2 separate regions of the Gossypium hirsutum genome follow, and region 1 is linked to region 2. Evidence: chromatin contacts called from public Hi-C data. All regions are on one chromosome and are shown on one strand. The core of a region is the stretch at or near the end of the contact, and the rest is flanking DNA. Distances in the headings are between cores, read along the strand shown.

What was found. Hi-C and Micro-C count contacts between places; a contact is called where the count stands out from the background.
Region 1: a contact with region 2 is called in a Hi-C map of leaf, with 1.8 times the contacts expected there. The contact joins the enhancer-like site here to the promoter of LOC107909087 in region 2. A contact is called at or near these places in 7 of 34 Hi-C or Micro-C datasets (callus, fibers, leaf and 2 more).

The regions. Positions count from the first base shown.
Region 1 is chrD08:66,823,356-66,829,781 of Gossypium_hirsutum_v2.1, forward strand. It overlaps LOC107909091 (probable metal-nicotianamine transporter YSL5), which reads left to right and starts at 1,889. Exons shown (of 6, transcript XM_016836487.2): 1 at 1,889-2,464. The coding sequence starts at 2,056. Within about 2 kb of position 4,821, at least 6 of the 9 cell types and tissues checked have an H3K27ac peak or open chromatin away from gene starts, as enhancers often do. A contact at or near this core is called in leaf, where this site is marked.
Region 2 is chrD08:66,787,423-66,793,581 of Gossypium_hirsutum_v2.1, forward strand. It overlaps LOC107909087 (zinc finger CCCH domain-containing protein ZFN-like), which reads right to left and starts at 3,952. Exons shown (of 7, transcript XM_016836478.2): 1 at 3,508-3,952; 2 at 1,778-1,935; 3 at 1,037-1,099. The coding sequence starts at 3,622.

The DNA.
Region 1 (6,426 bases), core at 3,571-6,070, 37 kb after region 2:
TTGGTTGCTAGGGGAAGCTTGTGATGTTTTGAGTGTTGGGGTAAGCCATTGTTTTTAGTTTTGAAGGTTGGAACACACTCACCACACCAATTGTTGATACAAGATTAGTGATGTGATCGTTTGAGATAGTTCATCTAGTGGATAAAAAATTGTAAATGATTAGAATATATACTCCTTATGATAACTAGAGCTGGATAGAAGAGGGAAAGAGATTATCGAGAATACCCTAAGATGTTTGTGGGTCTTAAAAGGGTTATTAGACTTTGTGTGTCGTCCCCATATTATTTGTAGACTCACAATAGCCTAGCCAATCTATTGATATCCTATCGTCGTAAGTACGAATTGTCATGTCAAGGGTATAGTCCCCTGGTGTGAGCTTGCGGGGACCTAGCCTTGTGAGGTCATAGGCTCACAGAGTTCGGAATTTGTGGGTTTAGGTCTCATAAGTGTTGCTAGCTCGCAATAAAATTAAAATTTAAACCATAAAACCTATCTTTTTTGCCATGTGTTATAGCTAAACTATCACATTAGTACTTGTACTGTTTTTTATTTTTGCCATTGTATTTTAATCATGTAATCCTCGTTGTCTCCACCCAAATTTTTGTTAAAATTTTAAAATATAAAAAACTAAAAAACCATTAAAAGTCCTAAAAAAATCATATATATTTTTAAAAAGTCACATAAAATCTCTCAGAAAACTATAAATAAAAATAAAATATCAATAATCTATTTTTGAAAATTATAAAAAATTTAAAAGTATAAATATGCAAAAACTTCGAAAAATTAAAAAATTTGTTTGTTTGGAATTTTAGGGTTTCTTTAAAAAAATTGAATTTTATGAAAATGGTTTTAAGATTTCTATGGCATTTTTGTGCTTAAAAAAAATTCTAAATTCCTTAAAAATATAAAAAAATAGAGATTTTTTTATGATTTTCTATTTTTAATAATATTAAAAAATTTAAGTATTTTTAAAATTTTTTGACACATGACAGCGTGTCATTAGTATATTTATTTTTTTTAAAGAAAATTTTTATTGAGATAACAGGATATAAAAAATAAAAATACATTGTCTAAACTGATAAAAGAAAATATAAATATCAAAATGATAATTTAACTATACGCTAAAAGCGGTATTAAGAGGTAAAATTCAAAGGTTTAGTCATAAGCCAAGCCTAAAAAATATTAAAATCGATATTTATGTCAAATCATTTGAAGAGTGCGTGGAATGAGACATTGAGACCTTTACATCATTTGCCCAAAATAATAAAAAGAGTAAAAAGTTTTGTGTGTTTTATATCCGCACGTTCACGCCGTTCGGAGATTTAACATTGACCCACTTGTTGGCAAACCAACAATTAATAAATTATTAAAAAATTAAAATAATAACATTTAAAGAACTCCATTGAAGCTCTTCTTTAAATTAGGAGACAAAAGTTGATAGTGACAACTTATATTAAAAGTGTTTTTATTAATGTGAAAGTACGAAAATAACCTTATATTAACATAAAATAAATTATACACAATTCAATATATGATTAAAAATATATTTATACCCTGATTGCTTACATCTTATGATGCTAAAAATATTGATTTAGAATTAAATTAGATTAGATCAGTTTGATCGAAAAATAATACTTTAATAGGGATAAGTAAGGGTTTTCGTGCTTAAAATAAAAATTACATTTTAATCTCTTTTAAAATTATAAAATTATAAAATTTATATATGGTAAAATTTTATTTTAATATTCAAAATTAAAAAATATTAATTTTTTATTATTTTATGATGATTTGATAAAAAATATAAATTTAAGTATTAATAGAACTGGAAAAATCAATATTTAAAAATTTAATATATGTAAATATATTTATGTTATTCCTATATTTTAATAATTTAACTTTCCGTGTGATCTTTTTTCGAAGTTTAGTTTTTTCCTGTCTGCCAAACACTTTTTCCTATAAAAACCAACCTACTTTTAATAATGGAGATTCATTTCAATTTATAAGGATAAAACTTATAAGATTCCTATAATTTTACCAAAAAAGAAAAGTAGGCAAATGGATGGGCTTGGAAGAGATGAAGATAAGGTAGATAATGGATTCAACCATGAAGAAGAAGAACATGGCGGTCGCAAGAGCAGTAACAATGGAGCTGAGTACGAGATGTCGGTGGAACAAATCTTCGAGAACAGGGAAGTACCGCCATGGAAGAAACAACTGACGATGAGGGCGTTCGCCGTGAGCTTCGTGTTGAGCATATTGTTTACTTTCATAGTAATGAAGTTGAATTTAACAACCGGAATCATCCCTTCCCTCAACGTCTCGGCTGGACTCCTAGGGTTTTTCTTCGTCAAGACGTGGACTAAATTGCTCTCAAAATCCGGTTTGCTCAGACAGCCCTTTACCCGCCAAGAAAACACCGTGATTCAAACCTGCGTCGTCGCCTCCTCCGGCATCGCCTTTAGTGGTATGTTTTTTTTTGAACTTTCCTCTTGATTTTTGTTATGCTCTGAAAGAATTACTGTGATATGATCCCCCAATTTGTTCTACAAATCAGATCACTGAGTAAAAACTGCCCCATTCATGAATCTAAAGCAAAAATTTAGGGAAGGTTTAATTCTAACCACAAATCCCTATACTCTTCAGATTTTTAATATTTAATCCTCTGCTTTCATTTCCAAAAATTTAGTTTTGGAAATTTAAACTTCAAAATGTATTTTTATTAAATTTGAATATGTATTATTTCAATATTCAAAGCTTTTTTCAAAAATTAAGTACAGTCTATGGGATTTTAATTTTTAAACTGGACAAATAACAAGATTAAATTCATAAAACTAAAAACAGAGGGATTAAATTTTAGAATTCTGAACAGTATAGGGGCTAAGAGCAGAATTAGTCCTTTAGGGAACTCACTGCACCGTATATTTTCCATTTGCAGTGGAGGGAACGAGGGTCAATTGAGTTTGGTATAAAATTACGACTTTGTTTACCGCTTTAACTTTTTCTTTTTTTCAAATTGAGAAATTTATTTAAATATATAATAGCAATCTATATTTTTATTATAATATAATAAAATAAATTTCTGTAATTAATAAATATTAATTGATATATAAAATAAAATTTATTCCGACGGTCACTTTTACCCATACATTATATTTCATTTATTAATTTTAATTTGACTATTACATTAATTAAATTTGCCCTAAATTTGTTTCGGAAATTCGTTGCTTTACAAGTAATTCACTTTCATAAATTTTTATTTTATTAATTTGTATTTCATAAAATTTAAAGGATTAAAAATATTATGTCATGTGGCAAACACAAATATAAAACAAAAATACATGTTTAAAAATAATATATAATAAATAAAGGAACATACGTTTAAAACTAATTAATCATAATTATACATGAAATATGTATGGTATTAAAATTAAAAAAATAAATTTAATTGTTTATCATTGCATTCCTATCAATATTGAGTTGGTGTCAAGTTAATTTCTGATACCAATTCAATCAAATTCATTTATATACAATTGATAGAAGTAATAAAGTGTGTATGATTAAAATTAAAATTAAAATATAAAAAAATTTTAAAATAAAGCTTTAGTTAAGTGGTAAATAAAATGTTTTATTAATATAATTGATTTGGGTTCAAATTTCACCATTTACATATTATTAATTTTTTAAATGGAAAAGTTTAAAGTAATCTCGGATAATATAACTTATTTTAATTATAAAAAATATTTTTGAAATTTAATAACTAAAATGGTGATCCGATTGAGAGTGATATCAACTCAGCAAAATGCTTAAATAATAGTATAAATTACATAATGAATTTAAGTATTATTTTTGGAAGACCAAGACTTTTTGCTTGTGTTATTGTCTTCTACCTAATAGTGGTCAATTGTCGTGAATTGAGTTTTAATTTAATTTTTATAAAATTAGATTAGTGGTTAAAAATGAATATTGTATTTTTAGAGGATAAAATGTAATTTTATTATTATATTAACTCGTGATTTCATAAATTTCGAAAGGACCATATAATGAATTTACCATTTTTGAAAAGTCAAGGCTGTATCATGTCTTTCCCAGTGAATAGTGTTGGACTTGTTGACTGAGTTTAGCTAAATAATATAATTTCACTTATTAATTTAATATGTTATTAACCGTTTTCTTAAAATATATTTTAATTAATTTATTGGATTAGTGGTATGCATTGTTACTTTAATTTTTTATAATTACTTAATTGATGTTTCAAATTTACAAAAAGATCATTTTAATTCTTTATTTAATTTTTTCACATTTTTTAACTCTCACACTTGTAATTTTTGTCAAATACGAAAAAATTATTATTTTTTAACTTTGTTGACATTGCATACACGTGTCATGTAGATAACACGTCAATAATTAATTAATTTTTTAAAATTTAAAATTTAAAATTATTAAATTATAAAAATATTTTTTTTTATATTTTTAAAATTTTAAAGTTTAATTAAATGTTGATGTATCATTTACGTGACAATCTATGTTTATACATTGTCAGTAAAGTTAATAAATGTTAGCATTTTCATTCATTTAGGGGTAATTTGATTATAAAAAAAAACGCAAGTTCAAATGTTAAAAGAGATAAAAAAATAAATAGAGGGTTTAAATGATTTTTTAGTAAAGTTAGAGGGGCAAAAAAGTTATTAACCCTTTTTCTTTTAAAACATTGTTGCTTTAATTTTTTAAAATTATTAATTCAACTTTATTAGAGGATATGTTGTAAAGGCGACGGGTGGATGAGTGACAGTGAGTGAGGCCAAGTTGTTGCTTTGGGGAATGGGCTAATGATACGCTGAGATGTGATTGAGATCGAAGTCATTAGGCGTGTTTCGGAATACTGAATAAAGTCAATAAGTCAATGATACAGACTTTTTAGACCATTTTAAAGTGGGGACCCTTTTAGGAATTTTTAATTTTATATTTATAGCTGTCTGATGTCTCCATTGCTTTTACACCTTTTCACATTTGCTAAACTCACGCTGACACAATGTTTTCATATTAATCTTTACATAGCTTTGAACTGCCCATGTTCTCATTGGATGATTATCATGTTATTTATGCTAATCATTACTTTGGTTTAATTTTTAAAAAAAGATTCTATAATAGAAACCCGTAGTGTAAGGATAGAAAAATTTGTGTTTGTGAAGTTATTTAGTAATTGAACTTGATTATTTTGATCTAATTATTTGTAATTAGATACCTATAGTAATTGTAGTTGGTATGTCTCATTAAATCGAGTATAATTAGATAATCTCAATTATATTATTTAATTTTTATAGGAGTTGAGAATTGAAAATTTTATGTCAGTAATTAGGTAGGCTTTTTTTATTTTCTTAAAGATGTAATTATAATTTAGGAAATAATTACAATTACTTTATAGTGTTAACCCATTCTACAATGGAATTAAATTTTATTTAAAACTGCCTCTGAACCTCAAAAACCTCAGTAAAAAACCTATCTATCTCGTTCTGAATCAAGTTGAATATTATATATTCCCCCTGTACCTGGCTGATTGGGTTTTTTTTGCCAACATAAATGTCTCCTTTTAACAATGGTTTATTCATGGATTCATCTAATTGTCATTAAATATTTCTTTCTTGAAAGAGGGACATGTGCTATATTAAACATTACTGAATGAATGCTCAACGAAGCTGGTGTGAGTGCTAAAAACATGTATGTTAATTTTATTTTAAGTTTTTCTTTTATATATTTAAAAGGTTTTATATCTGTTCATGAGCTAAGGTGAGTGGTGGCCCAACCCGACTTAATGATTCATTTTCACTATTCAAATATTATAAAAATATTAATTTTTTATGTTTATATTTATATATATTTAAAATTGAAATCAAATAAACATATTTTAATTATTTATTTTAAATTTAAATCAGACTAGCCCAAGGTAGAATTATCTAGTCCAAGTTTGACTGCTCAACCCATGGTCTAGTCCTTCAAAAAAACATATCTACTACTTTGAAGATGACCATAGATCATTGAAAGCTATGAAATGAACGAGTTCCATGGGTGATTTACTATTATGAAATCACTCTCTCATGTTTGACATGGAATTGTGTGATACACTATTCATGTAAGACCCAGAATCAAAACCACAAAAATGCTATGCTGTAATCTAAAGCAAGAAACTTGTGGTTGCAGTACATGCTTTGAACTGAAAATTTTGTAAAGCATGTTGTGTTTATAATTGATTGAAAGATAACATCATGTAATTACATAACAAATTTCATTTACCGCATAAAACTTGTGGTTGCAGTACATGCTTTAAATTGAAAATTTTTGTAAAGTATGCTGTGTTTATGATTGATTGAAGATAACCTCTGCATTCATTTGGTTAAACTACAACCTCAACTGGTTTGCAGAAGCTTTTAC
Region 2 (6,159 bases), core at 2,702-5,201:
AATTTACACATAGAGGAGTCAAATATAACATGACAATTTGAGGACTGGGATAATTTACTGACCGATATGAGATTACAAGCTAGATTTGGCACATGTAAAACATCATGTAAAACCAAGGAAGGTGAAATTTTAACAATGCCTTTCCCAGCTATTGCCGAGAACGACCCACCTGCTACTTTGATTTTTTTGTTTCCTGCACAAGGTGTGTAAGTTGAAAAAAGAAAATGACTACTAGTCATGTGATTACTAGCTTCAAAATCAATGATCCACGTGTTTGTTTTACAAGGCTGGGTACTGAAAAAAATAGAAAAATCAGTATCTGATTGGGCAAAGGAGGAAGAAGGATTATTGGATGAGTTAGGAAGATAAGAATTCATCCAAAATTGTGGTGATTGAAAAAGTTTGTGTAGATGCTCTAGTTGTTCCTTAGTGAAGGAAGACCCTTCTAGAGAACTTTGGCCCTCATAATTTTCATTAGTTGTTTCAACGGTAAAACTTTCTTCCTCTGTTTGATTGCTGGATCTCTTATCTCCAATGAAGGCTGTTTTAACCATGATGCTACTAGAGATAACCTAGCTCAGATGCCATGAAAGTTTTCAAAAGAGCATTTAATAAAACTGTTCTATATTTTATTAACTAAACAACTGAATTTAAATAGAGAAAACAGTCATAACCTAATTGGGAAAATAATTCCCCTATTCTAATAAACTACTAAAAGATAAAATAAAATATTCTTAGAATATCTCAAATGATTTATTCTAAGATTTATCTACCTAAATAACTTTAAAATATATCCCAAAATATATGGGTTTCACATATTTCAACAAGAACAAGAAGGAAAAATCTTAGGATGAGCCAATCATCTAAACCAGTTGAGGGTTCAGACTAAAGTTTGATTGCTATGCCAAACCACTAGAAAGAGAAATAAACCTTTTACTTTACCATACTTCTTGTTAATCATACATTGCACATTGTAAATCGCATGTTAAAGTAGCAACATTGTCAATACATGGGAAAATAGGGAATAAGTACATGCCTGACATTCAGGTTGTCCTACTCTTTCTGGAAACTCTCCTTTCATTCTAGCAGCGGCAATAGCCTGAAATTTGATATAATCTAAATAAATATTTTAAATGACAATTGATATCTAAAAAGTTATATGAGTAGTGGGACAAAGTAGAAATGAAATGACAGTAGCAGATGAAGTATACCCATGTTGGTAGCAGCAAGTGTTTACATGTGTGCATATGCGGAACGATCTTATCTCTTGAGGATCTAATACTCTATAAATTTTCCTACAATGAGTTCTGTTTTAGAGTGATTTAGTAGAAAAGACCCTTGTTTAAAAGTTTCCTGTGTCAAAAACTTCCAACTACCAGTGAATAAAATCATGTCAAATATAATAATCAAAGGTTTCTAAAATAAATAAACTTATGAAGCTCTTTGGCATTTACGAATAATAGAAAACATGAATAAACTTGAGAAGCTCTTTGGCATTTACTAAAAATAGACTTGGTAATCCTGAATTTGCAATGCAGTTACATAACGAGAATACAACACAACAAAATAATAATAATAACACAAGCACGACATGAATACATGAATACGCCAAATCTATATAGCACGAATTCTTAATGTATCAAAATTTATGTAAATAAATAACGCCTTAAACACAATTATGATAAGAAGAATGCACAAAAAAAAAAAAAGAAGAAGAGATACTCAAAGCATTAACTCTGGATTCATGAGAATTGTCCAAACAAACCATGGTTTATACCAGCTTTCTGTTAGGAGGATGACTAAAACGACATGTAGCTCCAAATCTACAAAGGCCGGTCCTAATATAATAAGAACAATCTGGTTCCCCAGGACGCTCAGGGTAGTAACCAGATTCCATTGTTTCACTGGATCTTAAGTTCATTTGCCACATAGCATCTGAAATAATTTTTAAAAAGTAGGTTCAGCAAACACATGAAAAAAAAGAATCAAAGAAATACTAAAGGGGTATTACAAATTTTCAATTTGTAAAAATATTCACTTAACATACAACAAGCAAGGTTGTGGCATGCAGCAGTAAGAAACTCACTCTGACCTTTGACTTATGCAAGCCCCATTGGCTAAATTATTCGAGGAAAGAGACACTATTCCATATTTTCTAAGGCATCAATAAAAAGGCCTTATGAAAATTTTTTATATTCTTTTCTTCCTTTCGTAGATTGAAGCTACTATTTAACTAATTTGAGAAAGTTTACAACAACAAAAATTTTCATTTTCTAAAACTCGGTGTTGAAGAAAGCATGAAGATTAACTATGCTCATTGCAAAAAGTTCTACGGAGAAATAAAAGTACCAATATTCTGTTAACTATAAAGATATGCTCTTAGAATATTGGTACACAAACCTGTAAATGGTCCCACCCTTGGTCCCTCTTTTTTTTTTTTTTAATTTTGCTTGCTCAAATTTGATTTCGGTCAAATCCAGACCAAACTCGAAAATTCATATTATTATTTTAAAAAATTAAATACTAGAAATTAATTACAAAAATTCTGTCCAAATCTAATTCGAATACGAATAGTCTCGTCTAGTGAACAATTTTGGTTCAATTAATACAGTGCTTAAAACTTAAAAAAGAACTGACAAATGGAATAGGTAAAAGAGTAACAGTTCAAAAGAGAGTTAAAGTAAAATCATTAAACTAATGAATCCATTTAGAAGAAGATACAACCAACAGAACACAACAATGGGTTTAACTAAAGAGAAACGGTATCAGAGAAAAGAGTTTCAATTCACCACTCTTTTGGAACCGAATACATGTGATTATGTCTGGAATAAGCTTGTTCAATGTGAACTCTCCTTTCGATTCACCACTATCTCGTTCTTTAGATATTCATCATTGATGTTCACCATAATTGACCACTATATAGAACCTATTACATCTGCAATCATGATAAATGCTATACGACCACATATACGTCTACAACCGCAATTTAAATCCTTATTATCCCCGTCAAAATTAAACATTTTTGTCATTTTTAAAACTTTTTAACCATAATTTTGCTTTCTATCATATGCTTGTTCAGACAAATAAGTAGCACTGAAAAAGCAGTAAAAGCAATAATCAAAATAATCCTAATAAAGAAAAAGAGTTTAAGAGCTTAAGCTGTTTTCTACGTAATAAAGCATAAATGAAAAAAATAAATCAATAAAGAAAAAACACTCATAAGACAAAAATCACCGCAGAATTTGCACTTTTATCACAATAATTTAAATGCAATTAAGAATTTTACACTGATTATTAAAATTTAAAATTTAGCGAATAACGGGATTTTAACAACGATCAAACTGGAAAATCACCATTGAAGTGAAAATAAATGGCAATTCAAATAACCAAGAGAATCGTATGAATCGCAATATTGCATTTATCTCAAAATAAAAGAGAAAAATAATATAATAACCATTATAAAAATAAATAAATAAAAACATACGATAATTAAAAAGAGAGGGAGACCTTGATTCAACAACGGTGAAAGCGAGGCACCTTCAGTCACAGCTACGGCCACTGCTGATGCTATTCGGGACATCGAAATTCCTGCATCGAATAATAATTTCCATTCAGCAGTCATCTTCCTCCATCACCACTATTGTCACGTTAGCACCACCTCCAAGCCGGAACTCTCATTCCTCCGTCACAAAACCACGCCGTCACTTTCGCCAAAAAAAAACCTCTGCCCCCTCTCTCCTCCTTCGTAACAGAAAAACCAGAGAAACCAAAAAACGGTTATTTTCAGAGAGATTTTTTTTTTTACTAAAAAAGAATTTGATTTTTTGATAAAGGCGAAATAGCGTTGTTTTCTCTTCTCCACAAAAAAAATAATACAACATAAAATAAAAATAAAAGCCAACCATCCAAACAAAACCCACTAACTTTTCTTTTTTATTTGTTCGCTAATATTATACGCAGACCGACGAATCGATGATCATATGGACTCCCATTTGTGTTCACTGGTTTAATTCTGATTTCAGTCCCTATACTCTTCACATGTTTGAAATGGTTAAAATATGTTGTTAGTCCCTGTACTTTGACAAATTTTGATATTTAATTTTGATATTTAGTTTTTTGTATTTAAAAAGTTAAAAACTAAGTCATCTTACTTTCTTTATTTAAAATTCTCAGTCCAATCGTAAAATAATTACCAACATATTAAATTGACAAATTTTGACAAAAACTACAAACGACAATAATGGTCGGACTAAAATTTTAAATTGAAAAAGTATGAGGACTGATTTTTGAACTTTTAAAGTACATAAACAAAATCTCAAAATCTATATAAATACAGGGACTAATAGTACATTTTTACTGTTTGAAATTTACTCTCTCCTCTTTTTATTTAATAATTTAAGTTTAATTAATAACAACGTCAAAAGTCTCTCATTACATATATGAAGGACCAAATATATAAATATAAATATTGAATTTGGGGTTGTAAAGTTTACAATTTTGATTTCAAAGTTGCAAGGTACTTCAGTACTATTTCACAGAAGAAGCATGATTTATTTTGCTTGTATAGCTTTCATGTGACTTTAAATTGTCATTTGAGTACATTTTTTATTTTAAAAAAACTATGTTATCTAATTGAACGAAATTATTTTAATGATATTATAAATTGGACTTTAATTATTAAAATAATATAATATAATAATTAAACTTCTAGAATTAAAAAAGAAAAAGACTAAATTTCAAATATGTAATAAGTATAGGGGCTGAAAGCAATATTAACCCTATATTCTCTTCTTTACACCTGAGCAGTACGTGGAATCGAGTCAGACTTTAAGTCCCTCAAATTTTGACTTCAATTTTATTATTTAAGCGTGGACTTGTTATCATTAGTTAAACTAATATTAAACACGTGAGAGTATCGCACATAAAAAAATAATTAACAATGGTAAAATTGCGCTTTAACTTCCCTATAATGATAAAATTTTGATTTAATTATTTAAATATTATAAATATTTTTATTATAATATAAAATCAAGGGCTTTCGTAGATTCAAAGTTATAGGTTAGGGCATAAGGACTTGTTTAAACAAGGGATAATAGTTTAGGGGCTTTTTTAGTATGTTAGCCTTATTTTTATTTTAGATAATGGCTTGTTTATTTTACATAGTATGTACGTCATGCTTGCTTATTTGTCTTTGCATGAGATCTCTTTCTATTGGCCGTTTAAAATTTTGTTGGACACGTGTCATAAAATAAGAGCGAGTGTGGATTTTGGAACCGGAGTTGAGTCAGGTGGCATAGGAAAGGTCAAATTTGGTTTTGATCCTTTTGTTATATTCGAATTTGAAATTTAGTCATTTTATTTAATTTGTATTTTAATCCTCTATTTCTATAATATCATTGGCTAAAAAAATTAGCACAATTAAGTATTTCACTTATGGATTTTATCTTAAAAATATCCCTTCCAACATAAAAAAATCCATGTTATTATGATAAAAGTTAGAAATTAGTGGTTTTTAAGAGTTAACATTTTAACCGAAATAGATAATGATATTAATTATTTAAAATAATAATGATATTAAAATCAAAGAAATTATATTATATAAAATTAAATTATAAAAAAATACAGGAGAATGTGGGTTCGAGTACGATAAAATGTATTATCTTTCTATTTAAAAATTAATTATGGGTTATAAATAATTCTAGATATTGTGTAAAAATAGAAAAAAAAAACACAATAAAAACATCAAAACTATAATTCAAGTTTTAAAATAATACATTTTACTATTCTGGTGATCTTAATTAATTTTTTTTCATTAAGTTGTTTTTATTTTAACAAATGATTTCATTGAAAAAGGAGCCTTAGCTGTCAAAAATAAAATTATAAATTAATCCCTTCTTAAATAATAGAATTATAAATTAATGTATAATAAAATTACTAATCTAAAATAATATATATTTAATCCCTTCAAAATAGACATGTCCATGGCTTCAAGCCGGATCTCAAAAACTAAAAAAGTTTGGACAAAAATATAGGCCCAAAAAATAGACTTGAAAAAAAATAATGCTTATTTAAAAAATGAGTCGAGCCACGGGTAAAGTTTGTTGGCCTGAACAAACTCGAATTTGTAAAAAAAATATATTGTTTTGTCATTGTTTTGTT